Regions from separate parts of the Zea mays genome. Here region 1 is linked to region 2. Evidence: chromatin contacts called from public Hi-C data. All regions are on one chromosome and are shown on one strand. The core of a region is the stretch at or near the end of the contact, and the rest is flanking DNA. Distances in the headings are between cores, read along the strand shown. Region 1 holds the start of LOC100273644. Region 2 holds the start of LOC103637592 (putative B3 domain-containing protein Os10g0537100).

Evidence for each region. A called contact is a pair of places that touch in the nucleus more often than the background predicts.
Region 1: a contact with region 2 is called in a Hi-C map of ear, with 4 times the contacts expected there. The contact joins the promoter of LOC100273644 here to the promoter of LOC103637592 in region 2. A contact is called at or near these places in 5 of 25 Hi-C or Micro-C datasets (ear, endosperm, leaf and 1 more).

What each region holds. Positions count from the first base shown.
Region 1 is chr1:84,646,640-84,652,833 of Zm-B73-REFERENCE-NAM-5.0, reverse strand. It overlaps LOC100273644, which reads left to right and starts at 2,754. Exons shown (of 5, transcript NM_001348665.1): 1 at 2,754-3,294; 2 at 5,429-6,194. The coding sequence starts at 2,856. LOC103637594 (heavy metal-associated isoprenylated plant protein 30) reads right to left here and starts at 210. Exons shown (of 3, transcript XM_008659754.4): 1 at 1-210. The coding sequence starts at 193.
Region 2 is chr1:84,495,984-84,502,600 of Zm-B73-REFERENCE-NAM-5.0, reverse strand. LOC103637592 (putative B3 domain-containing protein Os10g0537100) reads left to right here and starts at 2,892. Exons shown (of 1, transcript XM_008659751.2): 1 at 2,892-4,477. The coding sequence starts at 3,351. The coding sequence ends at 4,172.

The DNA.
Region 1 (6,194 bases), core at 1,505-4,004, 150 kb before region 2:
CGGTCCTCCTGCTCCGGCCGCTCGCCGTACGGCTGCCGGCACCGCGGTGGTGATACGCCGCATCACGGCCGGTCGGGTGCGCGTGGCCGCCGCCGTAGTGGCGCGTTCCGCCGCCGCGGTGGTGGTCGCCGGGAGCGTAGAAGCAGCAGCAGAAGAAGGACAGGACCAGGTCGGAGACCACGTCCGCCGCCATGCATGTGTGGCTGGAGGAGCATATACCAGAAACATGGGGGAGCATGCGGTTTTATGCAGGCTCTTGGTCGAATCGAAGGACACTGGGAAATGGCATCCCTCCTCCAGTGCGTCATCTCATCTGCATCTGCATCTGCAAAGTTCTTCCTTTCTGCATGTCCATGCAAGTGCTTGCGGGCTCCTCGTGTCGGTCCCACGTGCAAGAACATGGCGAAAACGATAAGGTCGTCGTCAAAAGTTCGCTAATGCTTTTTTGCAGTGTCTCTGTAAATTCAGTATATCCTTGAAGGAGGCCCATATACATAATTGTTTTTCTTTATTAAAGGTTGTGTTATGCACTGAAACTGCATATAGCTTCTGTAAACAGCAGCCATTCATTCCAAGTTTAGAGAGGAGATCTCGGATCGGCACTAGCAGATAGTACTTTTATTCTTGCATTTTTGTACGTAGTGGCAGTTTGGAAGAAATTTTTTTTTTTTTTTGAGAAATTCGGGGGGGAGAGGTACCCCACCTTTTCATTGCCATTAGTAAGGGCCTATACATGGTCAAGTTACATGTCGGATAAGATTGTTACAGAGGAGGAGAAGAGGAGAATACCATCACCCAGGCAAGGGACACATGACGATCCGAGTGAGGTAATCTACAAGACCACAACTCCGCGTCCTCACGGCAGCCAGCCATGAGACGCGTATAACACGGGGAAAGCGAGCGGAAGGCGACATCATGACGGTGTTTCCAGAGACGCCAACAACATAGGAGGAGGAAGGTATTGAAGTGTGCGGTGGGCATGTGAACAGGGGGCTGAACATGCCAAAGTTGTTGCGCATCCTCCTCAGAAATGTTCATCCCCAACCTTGCCCAGAAACCAGCTGCGAAAGGACAACCAGCGATCAGATGCGATGAACTTTCCACAGCCAACGAACAGACCTCGCATACACTGTCATCAACGCAATGTTTTCTGAGGAGGTTCTCCTTGGTCTGAATCCTGTTTTGCACCAACAGCCAGCCGAAGAATTTGACCTTAGGAGGGGCACAATTCTCCCAAATGAATTTATAGTACTCACAGCCTTCTCCATTGGAGACAACTGCACGATAGACAGATGAGGAGCTAAGCTTATGCAATCTGTCTTCCCAGGGACACACACGTACATCTGGGGTATTTGTTAACACCACACCATCAAGCAGCCCCATCAATTGCACCAGTTCAGCAGCAGCTACCGTTGAGAGCCGAGAGACGAAGGCGAGGCGCAGACCTTTTGAAAGAACGTCGCTGACTGAGGCATTTTTATGTCGTGCGTGTGTGTACAGCGACGGCATTGCCTCCACGAGGGGCCCTGAGGGCAGCCAGCAGTCATACCAGAAAGCCGTAGTACGCCCATCACCAACCTCCACCGTGGTCAGCAACCGATAGTCTGGGAGGAGCCGACGAAGGGCCGCCCAATGCGAACCCGCTGTGGCATTGTCTGGTGCAGATAAAGGCCCACCAAACTCCACTTGTAGCCAACAGGACCATGCTGAATCTGGAGAGTTAGCATTCATAGTTAAAGCGATAAGGACATACCACACTCCATTTCAAAGAGCCATGGGAGTGTGGTTCTTCACCTCAGGAATTAGCAATTTGGCATGGCGCTCGATCTACCTTAAAATTTGAACTGTACTATGTACATCCGAAGGACTGATTGTATAATAGCACAGTAACCGAAAAGCTAGAGAAGACAGCATAAAAGGAAGCGATGAATTCAGAGACTTACCGACGAAGCAATTCGTCCATGCATCATGCATCCCATGTACCCTTGTCTTTCTGAACTTCTCTCTCTTTTATTTTTCTGACGCAGCCTATTTCTTTGCTATCACCACGAGATATCTTAATTTACATCATGAGATATCGTCAGATCACATAAGAAATAGTTCCATTCTTTCCTGTACACTCGCATATGCTTGCCACCTTCAGATCTAAGCTCCAGTTCGTCATTGTTAGGAACCAGACATTCATTCAGGTCTATCAAGTGCAAGTTGCAGATGATTTTATCAAATGAGTGGTGCTTAGGGGCCGTTTGGAAGAGCTCCAACAGCTTCTTTGAAGTGAATCACTCTCAACCAGTTAAAACATTTACAATACCAACTAATTTCGTGTGGAGATCAGAAAAGAATCTCTTCTTTATTTATATTAGGAACTAGAAGCTAAAAACATGCTTTACCGGTTTACCCTGCCTGTTATGTTCTGATAGGGATCAGTAAAAAGGAATCTCTTCGACCTGCTCTTTCCTAAAAATCCAATAGAATCACTCAACTGGAGAATCATTTCTTTATTTACACTGACAGCTGGGAGCTAAAAACATGCTTCACACTGCTTTTTATTATATTCTACTAAACTCGTTCTCGAATATTTGTTGTAGGCTAATTTATTTTTGAATTAAAACACGTCAAATAAAAAAGAACGGAGGACTAATTTATATTCTGACAGAGATTAGTACAGAACCAATTATCTCTCTAATAGAAACCCAGTAGAATCACTCAATCAGAGAATCAAATATCATCAATAATCACAGAGGAACGAAGCTCTTCGAAACGGGACTTTGCCCTCTTTCTTTGTGCTTCACATCGCACTCTGATCAAAGATACGGCCTGGTCCAAAAGAGTACACACTTCCTGCTGGCGCACCCATGATGAGGGCTGAGCTGAGGCCGGAGAGGCGGAGACCCATACTGTTCCGTGCTCAACCGATTACGGCCCATCAAACTACTTCCTTCCTCTGGTCCACCAGAAACGCACACGTCGCATACCAGACCAGACCTCACCTTCCCCACCCGGACGCCACCACCGCCTGCGCCCTGCTGGCTGCCGCGATGCTGCCGTACTCCGGTGACCACCAGCGCTCTCCGCCGCCGCAGCCACCGCCACGAGCGGCGTTCTCCTCCTCCCTCTCCCCATCCGCCGCGCCCTTCCCCGCCGCTGATCCGGTGGGCCCGGGCCCAGGCCCCGGCCGTGATCTGCCCACCGCCCCGTCCGTCTACACGGCGGGCGGGGACTGGGGCGCCCTGTCGTGGATGGAGCCTCCCGCGAGCTACATGGCCCCCGCCGCCACGCCGCCGGGTTATAAAGGTAACAACAACTAACAAAGCAACTCCTGTCTCGTGTCGGTATCTCAATCACCGACACTACTCACTAGTTCACGTGTGATCGGCCGGGGGGGGGGGGGGGGGGGGGGTTAGATGCGATGCCTTGGGACTTGGGAGCTGCATCTGCTGTTGCCTTTTGTTTCATGTGTTGTGTGCAATTCATGTGATCGTTAGGTGAGACGGACCAGGCACCAGCGTATACATCTGTATCAGAGTGGTTATGCTTTTCAAACTAGTTTGGGGTGGATAACTGAAACTTCACAGCTAGATCGATGGATTTTCACGGTTTCACCTTTACACACGTTGATGGATAACTGAAACTTGCCAGCTAGATTAATGGATTTTCATCTTTACACTGTTGGGATATATACTTCAGGGCGAGTCGAAGGCTGAAAACAATTTTAAATAAAGTGGAGAGCGGAGGTAAACAGAAGAAACAGATTTTCGCTGAGGGAGGGAACTTCTTTGGATTAAATGTGAGACTAGCAGACTGTGGCAGCGCTAGCTCATTGCTCCCTCTCTGCGCCGAATAAAATTTCACCAGAGCTGGCGATTTGAGAACTGTAGGGGACACCCTTATAAGCTTGCGGCTAGATTGGCCATTTCATTTATACTCCGTTTGGATGTAGGTATTGTAGCACAAAATTAGGAATTGGTATTAGCTTTCCAGAATTCTATTGTTTGGTTGCACATGGAATTGAGATTTAGAACCAGAGACTCAATTTCTTAGAATTGGACTATAGCTAAAAACTCTCTCCCAATACAGAGCATCACCCCTTCTGTATTGCATGGAATCGGACCACACAATTTCAAACTACAATTCAGTGACATCCAAACAATAAAATTGGAATTACATCTCATTTCAATACATGACTAATTTGGTATTGAACTCAATTCAATTCTATACCTTCCAATATCGACATCCAAACGGAGCATAGAGAATGCTAGGCTGTTTTGTCGGGTGGTAGCACCCAGTTGTTTTTGGCAAATAAATGAATGGCACAACCTTGTCCTCTCCAAATCTGGTGAGAGCTATGTTGAGATTAGACTAGTAGAGTTTCGTGTTTGCCTGTTTGGTGTTTGGGGTTGGGTTTTGGGGATGGAGTTCTGTGCCTGGCGGCTGTGGTGTGCTGGCATTGAGGCAAGGTGGTGATAGCAACGCTGGCCCGGCAGTGGAGGATTTCGGGTGAGTGGAGTTGAGGCCGAGGTGACACCAGCAGTGGAGGGAAGGGTAAGGAGGTGGCTGCCGTCTGCGGGCAAGTGCCTTGCCGGAGCTCCATGCTGGCTTCAGCAAAACCCTAGCTGCTGTGGCAGGGTGGAGGTATGTGGGGTGGCGTTGGAGCAGTAGAGCTGGGGAAGAAGCAGTTTGCTCAAAGCAGAATATGACCCTTTCCATTCGATCTCCATCCAGAAAATAGGGTGCTGGAAAAGATTTTTCATCCGAATATTGTATAGCCTGACTGTTTGGTGTTGACAAGTTACAGGTGAAGGTCATTTCAGGCTTTCACGATAAGATTTTAACTGGATTTTAGTGTTTGTTTATGACAATTACAGTTTTGGACAGATAACTGTAGCAGCTAGAGTAGCCTTTTGGTTTAGTGTTGGGTGTAGGTCGGTGGCAGTGGATGATCATGTTAGATTTTGCGAATAAGATTTTATATGGATATTTAGCATCTTTATACGACAATTTCCATATGTTACTTACAGGGGGGTAGTGTTGTGTTGTCCCAACATGAATTCCGGAGAGTGCTAAGTGCTATTAAATAAAAAAGGGCAGGCCCAGTGCCGGAAACTCCCATGTGAGTGGGGTCTAGGGAAGGCATAAACTAAGGCAAGCCTTTCCCCCCAAAAATGTGGAGAGGTTGCTTCGAACCCATGGCCTGGTGACTCAGTGAGGTAGCTCTCACCATTGCACCAGGCCTGCCCTTCTGCTAGATGCTATTAAATGGTAAAAAACACAATACACCCTTTGGTAAACATGATTGCCTTGTATTTATGCAGCAATAAAAACATGTTTGTCAAACAAGGTGCACTGAGTGGATCATCTGATTGGTTATGCGACTTTAACCAAACAGTGGCTTTACACTTTCCTGATGATCTCGCTGAACATATTGTAGGCGAGGCCACTCCCTATGACATATACTCAAGGAACCACTTCAGTAACTTATTTGGTCTACATTCTCTGAGATCAGAGAGCTCGAATTTGACAAGTGAGAAGCATCCAGGAAACTGGCAAGAAAGTTCAGAGACCCTCACTAAAGATTTTGGACCATCAGTGTTTCATCAGCAGCAGAGTGCCTTTGTGAGTAAATTGCTTGATCATTCAGGTGCCGAAGACACAGGACCTTATCCCCCACGACAAGATTTAAATCAGTATCCTTTTGGTTCTACATATGACAAATACATGACACAGCTTTCGTCATGTTCAACAGATACACGACCTCACATCTTTTCTACACAATATGTCAATTCACCTGAAATGGCCAATACAACTGTTCCATTGATGAATGACACTATTGGGGAAAGTTCCTTCTCCTTTTCGCATTATATGAATCCTTGCAGAATCAATCTTGATTATTTTGATTCCGTGTGGAATGAACAAAAAGGTCTTGGATACCAAACTACAGATAAGCAGCATGGAAAATGGAGTAACCCTGATGACAAGGCAACAGTGGGGAACTATTCCCTCAATTCTCTTGGAGAGAGTCACCTTAATCCTGAGCATTTAGGGAATGGGAGACCAATGCAGGGATCTTCTGAAATGAAACATGAATTGGGAAGTTTCAGTTCCAAGGTTTCTTCGTCTGAGTCTGGATTTGTTCAGCCTCGTGAATGTTCATCTGAGTTTCCTGAGGTCAATAACACCAGTGTTGATTCACCTTG
Region 2 (6,617 bases), core at 1,643-4,142:
TCAATGCATCCAAGTTTCCAGCATATTGCATTCAATACAAGAGCTCTAGACTTCACTCCAAGACACAAACAAGAGATCAAATCCTCTCCAAGTCCAAAATCACTCCAAACACTTAGTGACTAGTGAGAGAGAGATTTTCGTGTTCATTTGAGTTCTTGTCGCTTGGATCGCTTTTCTTCTTCCCCATTCTTGTTCTCAAGACACTTGTAATCAAAGCAAGAGACACCAAGTTGTGGTGGTCCTTGTAGGGGTCTTAGTGACCCATTTGATTGAGGAGAAAAGTTCACTTGGTCTAAGTGACCGTTTGAGAGAGGGAAAGGGTTGAAAGAGACCCGGTCTTTGTGACCACCTCAACAGGGAGTAGGTTTGCAAGAACCAAACCTCGGTAAAACAAATCACCGTGTCATTCGCTCTATTTCCTTGGTTGATTTGTTTTCGCCCTCTCTTTTGGACTCGGTTTTATTTCTAACGCTAACCCCGGCTTGTAGTTGTGCTTTAAGTTTGTAATTTTTTAGTTTCCGCCTATTCACCCCCCTCTAGGTGACTTTCAGAGACCTAGCTAACTGAGACAAGGAGGGAGAGGAACCAACTGGTGCAATGGATGTGGGAACCGGTAGGGCAGACGACACGGGAGGGCGGGTGGCTGCTTGACCCTGGGTGGAATCCGGTGGTGGGAGGTGAGGGGGTGCGCCAAGGAGAAGGGAAATAGAATCAGGAGCCATCTCTAAGCAAGTTCGGCCTTATTAGGAAATAAACTCTTGTTTAAACAGAATAGTTATTCAAATATGTTTCAAACCTTTACAATATGCACCCGAAAGTCCCGAGCGACTTACAAGTATGGTGGTGGCGGGGTCCTGCTCACGTCCTCGTGACTTCATGCCCAACATGCGTTACGGGCGGCGACGCCATGATGGGTGCCTACAGTACTAGTGCCTCTCCCATTCTCAATCAAATAACCATAATCTTGAATCGAACCTAACTAATCCCAAACTTACCAAATCGAAAACCCATGTATCTCAATCGATGACTAGGCAACTCTACTGCGTGGACACCTGGTAGCCCTATCTACATGAACCATCGTCTGGATTACGCCGCTGCCTGCCTGCGCGGGCGCATCACTGGTGTACGAGTATACATGCATGTCCAAATGTGTTGGGTCTGCTAGGTGGCACGTGGCTCGACACATCTTAGCCCGGCCCGAGCATGGCCCAACCCATTGTCCATCAGGCCCGTGCCAGCTAGCTCGATCACCGTTCTATACCCAGATCTAGGTCATAGGTGCAACACGATATGCTAGGCTTGATACAAACCAGTTTTATCTTTTTTCCTGTTTTCATAAAATACATATATTATGCTTGAGTACAAAATAAAAAACACAAAAATATGTGTACTATTGCTAGGTGGTTGTGAATGTGGAGCCAACAACTAGGGTTCAAATCCTTTATTTTTGCAGAAAGCTAGAAGGGGAGGGGCGACACATGAATAGAGAAACTCGTGTTTTATATTAGTAGATATTTAGGGTTGTACTCATGTACATATACAAATTTATAGAAGGATAATTTACATGGCAAAGAACTACACGACCAAGATTAGAGGACGCATCATCAAACATTTACATAATAGGTAATGACACTACAAAGATAAAGAGGTGTGACCCCAAGGCCAATAGAATCAAGGGACCTAACCCTTTCCTTTGCCCAAATAGTGGACTAGATATAACCGTTTCCTTTGCCCAAATAGTGAACCAGCCAAAGTGTTGGGGTTAGCGAGCCTCAAATAGGTCATAGTCGGTCGAGAGCCCCCACTAGCAGATAGGCGAGGACATCCTCATGGTGTAGAGAAGTGTCGATAGTGGCGAACCCTGTGATCTTGCAAAAGAGGTCGGTGGCAAACAATTACATTTGTTAGGCGAGGACATCCTCATCGTGTAGAGAAGTGTCGATAGTGGTGAACCCTGTGATCTTGCAAAAGAGGTCGGTGGCAAACAATTACATTTGTTTGACGTAGCAAGTTCCACATAGATTTGCACCGTGTGCACCCACCTTCGTGGATGAGGCAAGTTCCTTCTATGGGAGTTCTAGACCTGGTTGGAAAAATCACTCAATAATTGTTAGTATTAGTCATACCAGCGAGCATGTACCGGATTGGGAACTTTAGCGTTACTGAGCCTTTCTTTTAAACCTATTTTCTAAATGAGTAGTACGGCTCAAATTTAGAAGAAATGTTAAAAAAAAATGAGCATATGCCATATGCATGTGTGCAATTTCGGTTGTCCTCGCCGCGCAGGCCACACTGCCACACAGGCGATCGAACACCACCATTGTACTAGCTGCACATCATTATTTGTGCCAAGCTACCAGCTGCTATAAGATGTACATCACTACGGGCCAGAGCGAGTGGAACCTGCTGCAGTTAATTGCTTCTTCTTCCTGGTAGCACACCTGGTGGGGAGCTGGGCAATGCAGAACTTAGCGCCTAATCTCTCATGATCAGTGGATAAGAATATAAATCAAAACATTAATGAAAAACGAGAGAGACAGACAGAGAGAGAGAGAAAGAGAGAGAGTATTGCCCATTATTCTGCCACGACCTACAATCCAGGAGAAGATTTGTTTTCCCATTCCTGCATCTCACATTCATGCTGTCAAGTGTCAACGACAGGCAATTGCTGAATCACTGCAGCCGCTAGATCATGTCTCCATCATATCCGTCCATCCATCCATGGAGGATCTAGCTAGAGAGAGGATCCCAATAAGCTGAGCTGAGAGTGACATGCATACCTCAAGCCCTATTATTCGCCGCACGTGGGCCCCACCTGTCTCACGTCGACCTCTAGCTAGTCTTCATTGTCCTCAACAAAGCAAGCTAGGCTGCTTTGTACTGCTGTTCCCAACCTTCCCCCCTCCATGTCTCATCTACGCTGATGCCTACTGATCTACAGCCACAACACCGTACCTTTGCTGAATATCTCACAACTGCAAACCACACACACACACCACCAACAAGCCAACAACCACGCACCTCTCCCAAGCTAGCTAGATCCCGTTAATTTTCTTCCCTATATAGGAGTATCTTTTGATCACCAGTCCTGTCCTGTTACAAGAACAGATAGCACTCTTTATCCAGCAGCTAGCCAATCGCCTGCTATCCTATGCAAGTTCGTCAGATCCACCATATAATATTGAGCTAATCTAACCCTAAACACCCCCATCCTAAGAATAGTTGTGGGATTTAGTACTGTTACATACCACCAGATCCCTCCCTGAAGTAGCGTGCTAGTCAAAAGTCAACAGCTAGCTATAGCACCAGCCGGAGCTCGCTCGAGACGCGTGAGCGGAGCGGGGAGCCCCATGGAGTTCAGGCCCGCGCATGCCCGTGTCTTCGAGGATTCCGAGAGGCCTCGCGGCGGCGTGGCGTGGCTGGAGAAGGAGCACATGTTCGAGAAAGTGGTCACCCCGAGCGACGTGGGGAAGCTCAATCGCCTGGTCATCCCGAAGCAGCACGCCGAGCGCTACTTCCCCGCGCTGGACGCCTCGGCCGCCGCGGCGTCGGCATCGGCGTCGGCGGGCGGCGGGAAGGCGGGGCTGGTGCTCAGCTTCGAGGACCGGGCGGGGAAGGCGTGGCGCTTCCGCTACTCGTACTGGAACAGCAGCCAGAGCTACGTGATGACCAAGGGATGGAGCCGCTTCGTGAAAGAGAAGCGCCTCGGTGCCGGGGACACGGTATTGTTCGCGCGCGGCGCGGGCGCCACGCGCGGCCGCTTCTTCATCGATTTCCGCCGCCGCCGCCACGAGCTCGCGTTCCTGCAGCCGCCGCTGGCGTCTGCGCAGCGCCTCCTGCCGCTCCCGTCGGTGCCCATCTGCCCGTGGCAGGGCTACGGCGCCTCCGCTCCGGCGCCAAGCCGGCACGTGCTGTTCCTGCGGCCGCAGGTGCCGGCCGCCGTAGTGCTCACGTCGGTGCCCGTGCGCGTCGCCGCATCCGCGGTGGAGGAGGCGACGAGGTCGAAGCGCGTCCGCCTGTTCGGGGTGAACCTCGACTGCCCGCCGGACGCCGAAGACGGTGCCACAGCCACCCGGACGCCGTCGACGCTTCTGCAGCTGCCCTCGCCATCGTCGTCAACATCCTCCTCCACGGGAGGCAAGGATGTGCGTTCTTTGGATCTTGGACTTTGAACACAAGCAACAGCTAGCAACATAAAAAAGGGGAGAAATTGGGCCGAGGAACTGACGCGCGAACTGATTAAGTGGTTGGAGCAGGTGGTATATAGCTCCAGTAGTGCATCTGCATGTGTAATTGTTGATGGATTGGTATTTCTTGATGATATCTTGCTCATATTAGCTCACTTGTGCTTTCGTTAACTGATGTGTGTTTCTTCTCTTTCTTAATTTGATCTTTGTTCCGAGAATATGATATTTTGCTTATTGTAATTGTACATATTCTGAATCATCTCTGACCAAGTCCAGTAATTATTTAAGGACCGCACCATCCTCTCTGCATACGATATCAGTTCGTCCCCCACTACTGTGTGCACATCTTACTGTTTGGGTCATTTAAATTTTTTAGTTTTTCTTGAAGCACTATGTGGCCCCAGCCTCCGGGCAACTTCGCAAGGCTCTCCCCCCAAAGCAAGGTAGCACCGTAGCAGAGGCAGTTATTGGATGACTGGAATCAGGTCAGATCAGAATCAGACCCTAGTCTTTCTCCTTAACATCAGATGCTTTTCATGGGTATCTCTACACTGCTACTGTATCCTCATCTTGGCTCTTGGTTGTTGTGCAATTCTTTCCCTGCTGCCACATCTGATATTCTGATTCGCTTCTGCTTCCGTTGCTCATTGATGCATGCTGCAGCGCTTCCTGCAATTCTGATGTTTACAAGAACCAACAGAGATCCTGCTGGCTCAGTTAAACATTAAATTTCCTGCTGAGGCATGAAAACATGCATGTGCCAGAAAAAAACTAATAAATTCCGTGGATCATGCTTTATATGAGACGATGTGCTTAAGCGGATTAAATTAGGGAATCACACTATTTTAACAACCAAGGAGAGAACACAGCACATATGTCGCTAGCTGAATACAAATATATAACTAACGAAACATTGTACAGTAAATTTAGGAATATTAAGAACTTTAATTCTGTGTTCATTGTCTATCCTGAAGAGGTGTGTATGTAGCACTACACAAAAAATGCATTTTTTGTACTATATTTATAGTACAAATTACCTCTGATGCAAACTTGCAGATCAGGATATAATCATGAAACAGTCAGAATGGTTATCCTGAGACTTCTTTGCTGTGCCGTCTATAATCAGTGGCGAAGTTAGAACAAATATTAGAAGGGGTGTTGACGGCCTTGTGAGTGCATGGACGGACATAGTCCATACATATATATTGTAAAAATTGAAACTTTATCAGGGCCTGTCCAGGATAACCGAACAGACTGATGTTGTATTCTGGGGTTGCATCTGCACCCACAGCTACAAACGTAGCTTCTCCCCTTCCTACAATCCTAGTATAAAACAAAGGAAGTTCTGCAAAAGAAAATGGTATAGGAGAAATGCTTGAGCTAAATGGTTGGTTTACAGTTTATTCATGCATATGCTCACCTTATATTGTTAATAAACCATTGCTGTGAATATGTTCATCGGTCTTAGTAAAACTGAAAAAAGGTAAATATTAATTCGGCAAACATTAGGAAGACCAGGCCTCCAGAGCTCTACAGTCTAAGGCATGCATTTCCGAACCAAGAACTAAACGCAGAAGACCAAAGTAATTAACACTAGAGATGCCGTCACTATCGGAAACGCGTTTTTTGAGTGGTTTTCGAGCTACACGGAACCCTCTGCTGTCGATTATATTTGATGTATACATGTAGTGCATTCTCTATATTAATTACTACCATCTTTCATGATTGGAGCCAATGCATTGTATTAAAGGTTTGCGTTTACTGGTCCCCCAATATGGGTACCGCTCGACTGCCTTTTTGTTAGGGTTGGAATGGATACATATAATAGGATCGTGTACTTATTTACAAAGTGGGAACTTAACTATATATGCTCGTATGGTGACCAACAAATCGCAACTTCCAACGGAGACAGGCGATTATACTGAAGCTTAATTTACTTTATCCTAACTACCATAAGAAGGACAGTAGTGTGACATATATTTGCTAGCTAGACTGTCATTATCTTAATATTAATATATATATGGAGTATGGACCGTTCTATATGTATAGATCTATAAAGAGGACCATACTATGCACTTCTTTTGCTTCAAACTATATGTTATTAATTTCAGTTTTATCTAAGTCAGGCTTCTATGATTTTGACTATTTGTTTTTTTAATATAAGATATCAAAGTTCAAACAAATGCATTATGAAAGTCATTTCATGTAGAATTTAATAAAAGCAACTTGCTGTTATAGTTTTTCGTACAATTTCCTGTAAATTTGGTTAATGTTTAAGAATTTGACTTATTATAAAAGTAGTGCTCATAGCAACTTGATATTAGTAGAGCACAACTGTTCTTCCTAAATTCATTTGTGTAATAGATTAGACGAATGATTGTGGCGTCTGTGTGCAGGGTGGGACAGTATCCGCCTATATATGAGATGATT